2 separate regions of the Mus musculus genome follow, and region 2 is linked to region 1. A link is a contact called in public Micro-C data. All regions are on one chromosome and are shown on one strand. Each heading gives the region's core, a stretch centred on a gene start, on an enhancer-like site or on the middle of the called end of the contact. The rest is flanking DNA. Distances are from core to core; before and after follow the strand shown. Region 1 has its middle 15 kb from the start of 2310015A10Rik. Region 2 has its middle 15 kb from the start of Gm23298.

Region 1 (6,459 bases), core at 2,769-5,268:
GTTCTTTCCGGGTTTTATTGTTTGGTTGTTTGTTTTGTTTAATGTCAAGGAGCCACATTCAAGGGTAGGTTTGTTTTTTTTTTCCCCCAGAACGCATTTCTTTAAAGCAGTGTCTCTCAACCTGTGGGTTACAACCCCTTTTGGGGGATCACTTATCAGACATCCTGCATGTAAGATATTTACATTACAGTTCATAACAGTAACAGAATAACTGTTATGAAGTAACAACAAAAATAATTTTAAGGTTGGGGGGTGGTGGGTCACCACAACATGAGGAACTGTATTAAAGGGTCAGAGTATTAGGAAGGTTGGGAACCTCTGCTCTAGAGACAGCCCTCCAGTCTTGGTGGGCTCTCTGGGATGAACACAGGTCTCCATGATATTCCGTTCTATTTGAGGAAGGCTGAGGTAATAGACTCATGGGTGAACCGGATTTTCTCTGTAGGTAGAGCAAGCTGGGTCACAGCACAGAGCTTGCTGGAGAGCCAGAGTTGATGCCAACCAAAGACTTCTAGGACTCAGGGCCATGCTCTGCAGCCACCCATGCTGCTGCTGGCCCCAAGGTCACCAGGTTGCAGACTGGATGTGTGAGCATTTGAAGCTGGCGGAAACCAAAATACCCCCAGCAGCGGGAAAGCCACCCCCATTAATATCCATACCTCTAAAGTCACGAGGACCCAGAGAAGACCCTGAATAGGTGATGCTACGCTCTTTTTTTTTTTTTTAAAGATTTATTTATTATTATATGTAAGTACACTGTAGCTGTCTTCAGAAACACCAGAAGAGGGAGGCAGATCTCGTTACGGATGGTTGTGAGCCACCATGTGGTTGCTGGGATTTGAACTCTGGACCCTCGGAAGAGCAGTCGGGTGCTCTTACCCACTGAGCCATCTCACCAGCCCTATGCTACGCTCTTACGGCTGCTTGGAGGGAGCCTCCCAGCTATGACTTCAGACCCCAACCCTGAGTTCACCAGGCCTAGCAGGGGGAAGTAATTATGTGAGACACCCCAAAGCAGTATATGAGTCAGTGTCTGGGGCCCAGGGAGTGCTGTGTGCAGAGCATCAAGTCCTTAGGGGACAGGGTACTGGGCACAGAGGAAGAAAAAGAAGTCTCCCTCTGTTTCTTTGAGAACAGTGACTCTGGTTTGGTTTGTTGTGGTCTGGGCTGGCACCCACACAAACCTTCCCAGGTCCCCTGCTATGTCACTGCTGTTTTGAAAGTGTGAGGTCTGGCTTGGGTATGGTGTGGGCCAGTTTGACAGAGAACTTGTAATTAGTGTCTTTCCTCAAACTGCCACCTTGGGAAGAATTTGGTCAGACCTCTTTCTTTACACAGGGCCTGGGGTGGGTAGAGGAACAGGCTGCCCAGTCAAGACCCCCATGGGCCTGGGAAAGCAGCAGGAATTCAGATCTGGGGAGGGTGGGAGGTGGAACCTACCTGGAGGCCAAGTTACTGAGCTGCTCCAAGGACGGGTGGGCCACAGGCAAGAACCAGGGCTTGCTGGAAACTGCTTAGCTGCATGGTAAGAAGCCATTCCCGGTGCTGTAACATAGCACCCCTGCCTGGTTGGCTTACAAACAACAGAAGCATATTGCTCACAATGCTAAAGGCTGACATCCAAGATGAAGCCTGGTTCAAGGCCCAGGGACAGCCCCATGCTTGTCGGTCAAGTCAGCTTGACACAAACCTGGATAATTTAGGAAGAGGGGATCTTAGAAAAATGACTCCTTGGTCTGTAGGCAAGTCTGTGAGGTATTATCTTGATTAGTTATTGATGTGGGAGGTCCATTGGGAGTGGTGCCACCTCTGGACATGTTGCCCTGGATGGTATAGAGAGCAGGCTGAGCAAGCCATGGAAAGCAAACCCGTAAGCAGCACCCCTCCATGGTCTCTGCTTCACTTCCGGCCTCCAGGTTCCTGCCTCATCGAGTTCCTGTCCTGACTCCCCTCTGTGACAGTTAGAGTGTGACCGAACATAAACTCTTTCCCCACCAAGTTGCTTTTGGTCACACTGTCTTACCACAGCTGCTGAAATTTCTTAGAGAGGGGCTGGTAGGTTCTCTCACTGAGAGGCTTAGATTCATGGATGCCTCCTCTCTCTGTTCTCTCATAAGATGAAAAAAAAATGGTGGGGTTTGCTGCAGTCTCTTATTTTATTTTTTGACACATGGTCCATGCTGGTCTTTGAACTTCTGATCCTCCTGCCTCTACTACCCAAGTGCTGGAATTGTAAATAGGAGCCAACATGCCTAGTTTATGTGGTACTGGGAATCGAATCCAGAACTTCATACATGACAGGCAGCCACTCTTCCAACTGAGCCTTCATTTTATTTACTTCTTAAGAGATTTATTTATTTATTATGCTACAGTGTTCTCTCTGCATATATGCCTGAACTACAGAAGAGGGCATCAGATCCCATTACAGATGGTTGTTTGCCACCATGTGGTTGCTGGGAGTTGAACTCGGGACTTCTGGAAGAGCAGCCAGTGCTCTTAACCACTGAGCCATCTCTCCAGCCCCTTCATTTTATTTTTGAGACAACAAAGGTCTTACCGCATTGCGAAAGGCTGGCCCCAAGCCCCTTGCAATCCACTAACTTTCCTGCTACTCTAGCAGCTGGCACTAACTGTGCCAGGCCCCGGGGCAGCCTCACACTGCTTCTCTGTACTTGTCTGAGCCTGTACTCACCTCCGCTCCTTTGCAGTGGGGCTGCCCCTGGTGGTTTGCATTTGACAAAGACCTTGCTTGAGTGGTGCTGCTTTCTCTCCTCACATGTGCTAGGGCAGGTGTGATCAAGCAAGTCTTCCCGGGCCAGGGCAGCCACTTCGTCCTTCCCTGAGTCCTCTGGGAGACTCAGTCAGAGCAGAACTGAGCTACAGCAGAGGGCCGAGGGCCTCAGCCACAGGCCCTCTGCTCTTAGAAGATGAGGTATACACACCAGCTCTGCTGTCCCTCATCCTCCCGTGAGCCCTGTTGTATGTAGCCTGTGGAGCGAGCTCTGTCCATCGGGGCCTGGGAGTGGGCAGGCAGCTGTGTTATGAGTGAGGAGTCAGGTTGACCAAGCACCACCTTCCCAGCGAGGGCTGATGAGTCTTCAGGCCAGGCTTGGCCTCTATGTCCTCTCTAACAAGTCTCTACTCCCCCACTCTGTCTCTGTCTCCCCAGAGAGAGAAAGACTGACAGAGACAGAGAGACAGACATACCAGACACACACACACACACACACACACACACACACACACACACACACAAGAGAGAGAGAGACAGAGACAGAGACAGAGACAGAGAAACAGACAGAGAGACAGACAGAGACAGTGACAGAGACATGACAAATATTGCTTCTCACCCATCATAAGGACCATGACCAGTACTCCATTACAAAAGAAGAGTTAACAAGAGAAAGGCATAACATAGCGACTTGATCAAAGTTATATAACGACCCAGGGGAAACAATGTATCTTTATGCCTTGGGTCAGTGAAGGATGGGCAGTGGTACAGAATTGTGCCTGGGTAAAAGGTCATGACCTGACCGTGATAGACAACAGGCCAGCAAGGCCTTCCTGTCCAGATGCTGCTGCGTGTCTGTGCAACATCTCTGCTCCCTTGGGGCTGGTGTCTTCCAGGGAGAGGGGAGATAGTGAAGTTTCCAGAATTTATGGCTTGCTTTCCAAAGCAAGAGGAATCTTGGAATCGTTAGGGAAGTGGAAAGGACAGGGACTGCACAGGACGGGCAGAGAGAAGCCGTCCACGCCTCTGAGCCCCGTCAGACTCCTATAGTTCAAGTAGGCCCAGATGAGGTACTCTGAGGTATCACGTGATCCCAGATATGTGTATGCAAATACTGTACATTATTCTTACCTAATGTTTGTAAGCCTCTCTGGCTCTCCACCCCTGGAAACCACATATTTTATGTTTGTGAAAGCCAATGTACTGAATACCACACTTGTCACCAGGCTTTGAAAGTGAGAAACATTAAAAATGAGCAGCGGGCTGAACCCTTGACCTGTGGCCCAGCTTCTTAGCCAACAGAGGACTGTGCGTGTTGAGCGTGCTGTGCGCCTGACTTTCAATGGCACCGATGAACCTCGTCTTCTCCCGGAGTTCCGTTGTGGGCCAGCAGATGGCGCCTGTTCGTTTTCTCTCTCTCTCTCTCTCTCTCTCTCTCTCTCTCTCTCTCTCTCTCTCTCTCTCTCTCTCTCTCTCATTCCACCATCTGGGAAAAGGAACCGAATATAGTAACCAGGACGGGGCTCTGAACATATAATTTTCAAACCTCCTATTCCACCACAAGGGAAACCTCTGAGGGTTTTCTTCTGGGAAAAGCAATTAGGTTAACCTCTTAGGAGGAGAAGTTGCCTTGCTGAGCTTGTCTGGGAAAATAAAATATCCTCCCAAGAGCCATCTTGGAGGTGGAGAGAAACCACCAAAGGAGCTTGTGGGAGGGAGGAAGGGGTTTGGGGCTTCCAGGGAAGGTCTGGGAACCTCAGAGAAGAGCTCCGGGCTTGGCCTGAGCCATGCCTCAGGTCCGAGGAGGCCGAGTCTCTACTTGTAGAGCTATGATTTTAGGATAGAGGTTGATAGAGTCCAAATGGGTATAGGATTGCTCAGGGTGGGCTGAAGCTAACCCCTGGCAGTAGACTGGAGTTAAGGATGGTTGTGAGCCTCATCAGCTGCTGCTCACTGAGCCTGGGTCCGCTGAAGGAGCATCAGGTGCCCTCAACAGTGGATTAATCTCTTCAGCCCTCTCCTTCCCTCAGGCTCGCTCTCTCTCTCCCTCCCACTCTTCTTCCCTTCCTTCCTCTCTCCCTCCTCCCCCTCCTCTTCTCATTCTTTCTCCCAACTCTTTTTTCCTATTCTCCATTTCATTCACCCCCTGCACCAAACTTCATTATTTCCTTCCTTCTGCTTTGGGCTTAATGTAGAATTCTCTTTCTAGTTCCTTAGATTGTAAAAGCTCGGCTCTTGACATTGCTGTTGTTTTTAATGTAGCGAGGGAATCCAGGAATGGTCACCTCAACGTGTGGCACCCCAGAGTGCTTATTCTTCTAAAAGGAAGGAACTCTGAGCGCAGAGGATGCTGGGAGAGGCTTTTCTCTCTTTTCTCTTTGTCCGATTGGATTCTGGACTGCTGGGGGAGAAAACAATTACGCAAAGTCCTTTCTCTGATTTTCCATTAACTATACCGATTGCAAAAGGCGGTCTCAATACCTCCACAGACTGCTGTCACACACATTTGTCTTTCACTTGGTCCCATTCCAAAGACAAGCATTTATAAATGGCCCTCTGTTTTGTTAGCCAAACTGTCTTTGTCCCAGGCCTTTGAATTCCCCTATACTCATTTATAAAATTGTCTATGTCCTCGTTTTTGTCCTCCTCTATAGAAATGAGGTGTGTAATACACTTAAGAACCATGTTGGGGTGTAGGTAAGTGTGTCACGTGACTGAATTTCTACATGTAACAAATTTATTTGCCTTTTCTCTTATTTACTATCAATTTATTCCAGTGCATCATTAAAGATACGAGGCATTTAAAAAGTGTTTATAGTTGTATTTATAGCAGTAGTATCCTCTGTTTCTTTTTAAAATTAATTTATTTTTATGAGCATTAGTGTTTTGCCTGCATAAGTGTCTGTGTGAGAATGTCAGATCCTATGGAACTGGAGTTACAGACAGCTGTGAGCTGTCATGTGGGGGATGGGAATTGAACTTGAGTCCTCTGGAAGAGCAGTCCGTGCTCTTAATCAGTGAGCCATCTCTCCGGCTCTCTGTATCCATCTTATGTGCTCTCTTCTTTCATCTCTAAGCATTTTCTAATTCTTCTTGTGACTCTTCTTGAATCTATTGGTCATTTAAGAATTTTTTTAAATTTTTCACTAATTTGTGAATTTTCCAGTTTTAGTTATTATTTATTTCTAACACAATCCTGTTGTGCTTAAAAGATTATGTGTGTGTGTGTGTGTGTGTGTGTGTGTGTGTGTGTGTATAATGAATTCCAGCACTCTTTAGTCAGAGACAGGCAAATCTTTGGGTTCAAGGCCAGCCTGATCTGATCCACACAGTGAGGTTCCAGGTAAGCAAAAACTACACAGTGCGTCCTTGTCTCAAGCAAACAACAACAAAACCCACAGAAAGATCCATTAGTTAGCTGGGTAGTGGTGGCACAAACTTTTAAGCCTAGTACTTGGGAGGCAGAGGTAAGCAGATCTCTGTGAGTTCAAGGCCAGCTCTAGTGTACAGATTGAGTTCCAGGACAGTTAGAGCTACACAGATACACCCTGGTTGGAAAATCCAAGCAGGGGAGAAGATAGTTATAGTTTTAAATTTGCTGAGGCTTAATTTAGGTGTGGCCTAGTTGGAGCCTAAGAAGGCATGCAGCAAGAAGAGAGTGACAGCTGACTATGGGTCTAGATGTTGTAAAGACTGGTGCCTCCTTCCATACAGGGCTGGTGTGAATC
Region 2 (6,459 bases), core at 2,679-5,178, 750 kb before region 1:
ACCCCCAAACCTTATCATAATCTTGTTTTTCTCTGTCAATAGAACCCATCTTTATGGGAAGTGTCATAAAGAGTTTCTTCCTTTCTTCCTCTCTCTCTCTCTCTCTCTCTCTCTCTCTCTCTCTCTCTTTCTTTCTTAAATAATTTATTTATTATTATACATAAGTACACTGTAGCTGACTTCAGACACACCCAGAAGAGGGCATCAGATCTTATTGCAGGTGGTTGTGAGCCACCATGTGGTCGCTGGGATTTGAACTCAGGGCCTTCGGAAGAGCAGTCAGTGCTCTTACCTGCTGAGCCATCTCACCAGCCCAAGAGTTTCAAAGTAGTCATATCTGACCTTTATTTAGCTTACTTTGTTTCTCAAAGAGACTTATGTATATTTTGTTGTATATGTGGGATTGAGCTGATTATCACAAGAAAGTTTTCAAATTTTGCTTAAATATACCTAAAACAAACCACTCCAGAAGTTTGAACCAACATCATCTACAAAGCTATACTGCACTAAACTGCTTTCTTGCCTCCAGCATATTTCTTCTCTGCAGGGCATGAAGGTCATAGAGACACCCACCACCACCCACCATCTACCCTGACTCTAAACCTCTTTCAGACATTTTGACTGGTCTCTGCTTCTTATTTGTAGCTTAGCTCATCTGAGAGTCTTTGCAGCTGGGCTCGTCTTTATTGTTAACTCTCAGGAGAGAATGGCCCTGGTGAATCTGAGGGAGAGAGAGAAGAAGAGAGAAGGGAAGGAAGGAAGGAAGGAAGGAAGGAAGGAAGGAAGGAAGGAAGGAAGAAAGAAAGGAAGGAAGGAAGGAAGGAAGGAAGGAAGGAAGGAAGAAAGAAACGAGAGTTATACAAACAACCTCAAGAATATAGAAATATAAAAAGTGACATGATTATACAGAGTAAAAATTTTAAAATCTAAACAGTACCTTGGACCATTTTATACAAATTTGAATTTTCTAAACATACTAAGGGCCCAGCAAGATGGCTCAGCAGGTGTCTTAGTTAGGGTTTTATTGCTGTGAAGAGACACCGTGACCAGAGCAAGTCTTATAAAAGAAAACATTTAATTGTAGCTGGCTTACAGTTTCAGAGGCTTAGTTCATTAACATGGCAAGAACCATGGCGGCATGCAAGCACACATGGTGTTGGAGAAGGAGCCGAGAGCTCTACATCTTGATCCACAGGCGGCAAAAGGAGACTGTGTGCCACACTGGGTATAGCTTGAGCATAGGAGACCTCAAAGCCTGCCTCCACAGTGATACACTTCCTGCAACAAGGCCACACTCACTCCAACAAGGCCATACCTCCTAATAGTACCACTCCCTATGGGCCAAACATTCACACACAAGTCTATGGGGGCCATGCCTATTCAAACCATCACAGCAGGTCAAAGTACTTACTGTGTAAGCCCAACAACTTGAGTTTGATCCCTGGAATCTGTGCAAAGGTAGAAGGAAAATACTAACTCCACAAAGTTGTCCTCTGACCTCCACATGTGTTCTGTGGTATACACAAACACAGATCTCCAAAACACATTTTATGAACACAATAACGAATGACAATTTTAAAACTGGTACATTAAAATAGATTTTCGGGAGTCAGATCTCGTTACGGATGGTTGTGAACCACCATGTGGTTGCTGGGATTTGAACTCCGGACCTTCGGAAGAGCAGTCGGGTGCTCTTACCCACTGAGCCATCTCACCAGCCCCAAAATAGATTTTTTTAATTGACAAAATCATCTCAATAAAATAAGAAGTCTAAGTTGATAATCAGCTAAGACATGGAACTCAGAGAAGCTCAGTGGAGCACACCTTTGATCCCAGCACTAGGGAGGCAGAGGGAGGAGGTTCTCTCTGAGTTCAAGGCCAGCCTGATCTCCATATCATGTTCCAGGACACCCAGGGCTACACAGAAAGACACTGTCTCAAAACAAAAAGACACTGGATTCATAATCAAAGGTCTCTCATCAAAAGTCAACAGGCCCAGATGCACACAGCTATAATTCCAGCACTAGAGTAGCTAAGGTAGGAGGATCTCAAGTTCAAAGCCAGCCTGGGCTACAGAGCAAATAACTGCTTCAGAAAACTAGAAATGGGAGCCCCTCCCTCACTTCATTTTCTGAGGCTATTACTTGGAGGTCAAGCAAGGACAGGAACAAGAAAATCACAGGTATTTTCACTTACCAACATAGAGGGATAACTAAGACACAGCACTGTATTTTAGAATGCACATCTAGGTGTGAGTTATCACAGCCAAGCAGATTTAGCAGGACTCTAAGGGATGGTTTCACAGCAAGAAACTCTATTGGAATACAAAACGGGGCTTTACATTAACATATTAAAGAAAACACATTTTAACCATTGCAGAAAAAAAGCATTTGATAATTGAAATACCGTTCATCATTAAGAATTTTCAGAAATCTAGAGACGAAAAGAAACATCCTTCACTCTATAGATGCCCACAGTCAGGCATGCAGGTTGGGTGTCTAAGGACTTTTTGCCCCAGGAGGATTGCCACTTCAGCCAGAGGATGCTATAAGGCAATTATAAACTTGGTTGTGCTAAGGGTCTGGGTGGAGTGTATAGAGATGTGGTTTTATTCTGGACTAATGCTGTCAGCAAGTTAGCAGTTCTGGGACTGGGTATTTTTTATTTTGTAAAGATTTATCTATTTTACTTTATGTGCACGGTGTTTGCCTGTATGAATGCTTGTGCACCACATGTGCACCTGGTGCCCTCAGAGGTCAGAAGAGGGCGTCAGGATTCACTGGAACTGCACTTACAGATGGTTGTGAGTCAGAGCACCAAAGCACTGGCAGGGATTCATGTTTGCTGGACACAGAAGAAGGCATTTGGGAGCGAGTGGAGCTCCCTGGCCTTCTCCAGAGGTGCACCTGCCGGGAGCCTCCAGGTGACCTGGAAGCTCTAGATATGTTAATAACTTTAATCTAGGATGTAGACCTTGGTTTCAAAGTTCTCTGCCTGACCCCTGGTAATTATGGCACCTAGAGGATGCAATAAAGCCTTGTGTGGTAGTCTCCTACTTACTTAGTCTCCAAGGTCCATGCAGCCTGGCCTTCATCTTCCTCTTCATCCCCATCCTGGTTTACCCTTCTGCCCAACTATTCCGCACCCCTTCCTGTGTTCTCTGCCTTTTCTTTGTCCTCACAACCTTCATTACTCTCTCTTGCCCTCCCTGCTGCCTTTCATCCACAGCCAATGAAATACCCACAGTCCCTGGGACCCTGTCAGGCCCAGAAGAGACAAGGGTAGCAGAGGAAGACACAGGTCACAAGATGCACACTTGAGAACCAAGAATGTACAAAGTGGTCCGGTGTGCCTAGCCCTCACCCCGCCCTGGCCTTTAGCCGATGTTGGAGGAATATCTGTTGAAACAACTGTATCTGTGATAGATGGACTATGTTCGAATACCTCCTCAACCCTGGTCCCTGTGAATGTGGCTTTAATTTGAAGTAGGGTCTCTGCAGATGTTAGCAAGCCACAGTGAGAATGTATCAGCTCAGGGGGACCCTGGTATGGCACTTGGAGACCTTACAAGAAGAGCATCGCACTGTGAGAAGATCGGGGAGGAACTGGAGTGGAGCAGGTATGAGAACAGCAAGGCCAAGAATCACCAGAATCTAAAAAGAAGGAAGAACAGATTTTTGAGCCTTCAAGACACATCAGGAACTTTTTCAACACCTTGATTTTGGGCATCTGTCTTTCAGAACCGAGACAATACAATCCTGTAATATTAAATTGTCCCCTGTACTGATGAGTTCTAAGGCCGCTCTAGAAAACTATTTATCTAGGACTCCTAACTCTCGTTTCCATTCTCAGGCTACAGCTGCCTAAAGTTCAGGATAGATCTCGTCCTCTCAGACCTGGAGGAGGCCGTCTCCTTCGCCGACGCTAGAAGGCGCTAGAAGGCTGTGCCAGCGCCACCTCTTGGGCTGGCTAAAGGTTTGGTTTCTGGTGCAGTGCAGTGTGACTTGCTGGGATCCTAAATCCAAGCTGGTGATTGGATACTCGTTTCTGTAAGCTCTTTTCAGAGAAAAGGGTGTTTGTCCTGTCGGGGAGCCGAAAGTGGTTTCTCTCCTTTCAAAACTGCCCTGTCAACCCGGGCTCCCGCTTTACAACTGTACAGCCTCAGCTCTTAAGAGAGACCTATGTTCAGGGACCTATGGCCTCCCAGGCTGGCGAAAGGTTGCCTGCCGTGCAAGGAGGCGGCGGGCCACAAGGCCTGAGGATGCAGAGGATGCAGAAATGCTTTGCCAGGGGAGTTTAGGCAGAACTTAGTATTTTCAAATGCCACCTTGACAGCATCCTTTGGCTGAGTCACAAGCCGAAATCCAGGTGGGAATTCTTAGTCCTTCTGTCCTCTCAGTCTCAGAGAATTTACTCCAGAGTTGTGGATCTTTTTAAAAACATATTCTTTTTACATTTAGTGTGTGTGTGTGTGTGTGTGCATGTGTGTGTGTGTGTCTTGTTTTCATGTACCTCTGTGTACCACGAGCCTGCTTACGCTACAGAGGCCAGAAAAGGGCATCTGGTGTCCTTGGAACTGGAGTTACAGGTAATTGTGAGCCGCCATATGTGTGCTGGGAATTGAACCTGGGTTCTTTGGAAGAGCAGCTTGTACTCTCCCACAAAAAAAATATTTCTTTTAAAAACTATTGTGCACGTGCCCACATGTGTGGAGGTCAGACATCTCACAAAAGTCATTTCTCTTCTTCCACTATGTGGGTTCTGGGGTCAGGTCTAGAGAGTGAGTTCCAGGACAGCCAGGGCCACACAGAGAAACCCTGTCTCAGAAAACAAACATGCAAATAAATAAATAAATAAATAAATAAATAAATGAAATTATACACTTACAGAAAGCTTCCTGCCCCCCTCCAGATATTGTTACACGCTTCTTAAAAGTGAACACGTAGTCTGGAGAGATGGCTCAGCTGTTCAGAGCACTGAGTGCTCTTCCAGGGGTCCTGAGTTCAATTCCCAGCAATCACATGGAGGCTCACAACCATTTGTAATGTGATCTGGCGCCCTCTTCTGGTGTGTCTGAAAACAGCTACAGTGTGTTCATACACATTAAATTTTTTTTTTAAGTGAAGACATTCTTCTGTGTGGTCATGACGCACTCATCGACTCTAGAGCTCACCAGTAGCACACGATCATCCAGCCTGCACACCCTGCTCCGCGTTCTCCTCATCTAGTTCATGCCTGTAAAACCGTCATCCCCTCAAGGACTGAGTGGGCTGACCACCCAGTTCTCAAGCCCCGGCTGTGTGGCTCTCGTTCCCTTCTGGTGTCTTCACGCCCCACAGAGTTTGCGCAGAGCATGTGCTCTCTATTCTCTTGGTAATAACATATCTGGTAATTACCGTGCGTCAGAGATGGCCCAAGGAGGACCCAAGTGTGTGTGTGTTTCCAGGAATATCGTGACTCTCCATCCCAGGAATGTAAATATGTAGTAAGCTTGCATCAGACCTCGTAAAATGCTGGGTTCCATGGGGAGAGACAGAGGAGGTGGGTTCTGCCCCTGTTCCGCCCTCACAAGCAGATTGTCCCTGACCCTCTGAATTCCTTACACCCTCCCTGTACAAAGCCAATCACCTCTATGTCACCTGAAAACAAGCTTTTGTCATCTACTAGGAACGAATGTAGTGAGCCTTTTTCTGAGCCCTGGTCACAGCCTGAGCCCCTCACGCTCTGGCCCTCTGCACGGACCTCAGAATGAATGCTTAGTTCACTGCCAAGCTGTATCTGCTGTTTCCTCTTGCCTTGGAGATGGAATCCTTTTGGCCCTTTCATCCGTGTGTCTTTGTCTCCTCATATAGTCATCCAGGAATCTCGAGCCTGATAGATAGATACATATATCAGGAGATCCAAGTTCAGCTCCCTGCACCCACACCAGGTAGCTCACAACTGCCAATAACTCCAGCTCCAGGATGTCTGTCTGCTGTCTCTAGCCTCTTTGGGCACCTGCACTCAAGTGCACATACCCACACCCAGACCCGTAATTTAAAAAAAAAAAAAAAAAAAAACAATTTTAAAGGGTCCAGATTAGAAGACGGTTCTCCTCCCGTATGGTTCTCCTCCCGTATCACTCCATCAGCCTCCAGCACTGGTCCTCAGAGGAGCTCAGTGCTCCTCGCATTGTAAATACAGGTACATTTGCCTCTAGGAGTTCTCTGTATACAGAAAAACACGCATACTGATACATTCTTGCTCTTTTTTTCTTTTTCTTTACTCACTTTACATCCCAATTGCTGTCCCCTCTACAGGTCCCCCCTCCCAAAGTCCCTTCCCCCAGTACATTCCCCCCCCTCCCTCCCTCTCTCTCTTTTCAATTTTATTCTTTAATCTTTTTTCACAGTCCAGACTTCATCCCCTTCCCGGTCTGTGCCCCAACCGCTCCCCTTCTCATAACCCTCCCCCTCCTCC

Evidence for each region. Hi-C and Micro-C count contacts between places; a contact is called where the count stands out from the background.
Region 2: a contact with region 1 is called in a Micro-C map of the G1E-ER4 cell line, with 4 times the contacts expected there. The contact joins two enhancer-like sites. A contact is called at or near these places in 12 of 484 Hi-C or Micro-C datasets (the Ba/F3 cell line, the G1E-ER4 cell line, bone marrow-derived macrophages and 8 more) and 1 of 115 datasets of contacts at active chromatin or transcription factors (microglia).

Annotation. Positions count from the first base shown.
Region 1 is chr12:80,144,275-80,150,733 of GRCm38.p6, reverse strand. No RefSeq gene overlaps it. Among named protein-coding and RNA genes, the nearest start is that of 2310015A10Rik, 15 kb to the right of the region's middle. Within about 2 kb of position 4,018, at least 44 of the 459 cell types and tissues checked have an H3K27ac peak or open chromatin away from gene starts, as enhancers often do. A contact at or near this core is called in the G1E-ER4 cell line and bone marrow-derived macrophages, where this site is marked.
Region 2 is chr12:80,892,885-80,899,343 of GRCm38.p6, reverse strand. No RefSeq gene overlaps it. Among named protein-coding and RNA genes, the nearest start is that of Gm23298, 15 kb to the left of the region's middle. Within about 2 kb of position 3,928, at least 32 of the 459 cell types and tissues checked have an H3K27ac peak or open chromatin away from gene starts, as enhancers often do. A contact at or near this core is called in the G1E-ER4 cell line and bone marrow-derived macrophages, where this site is marked.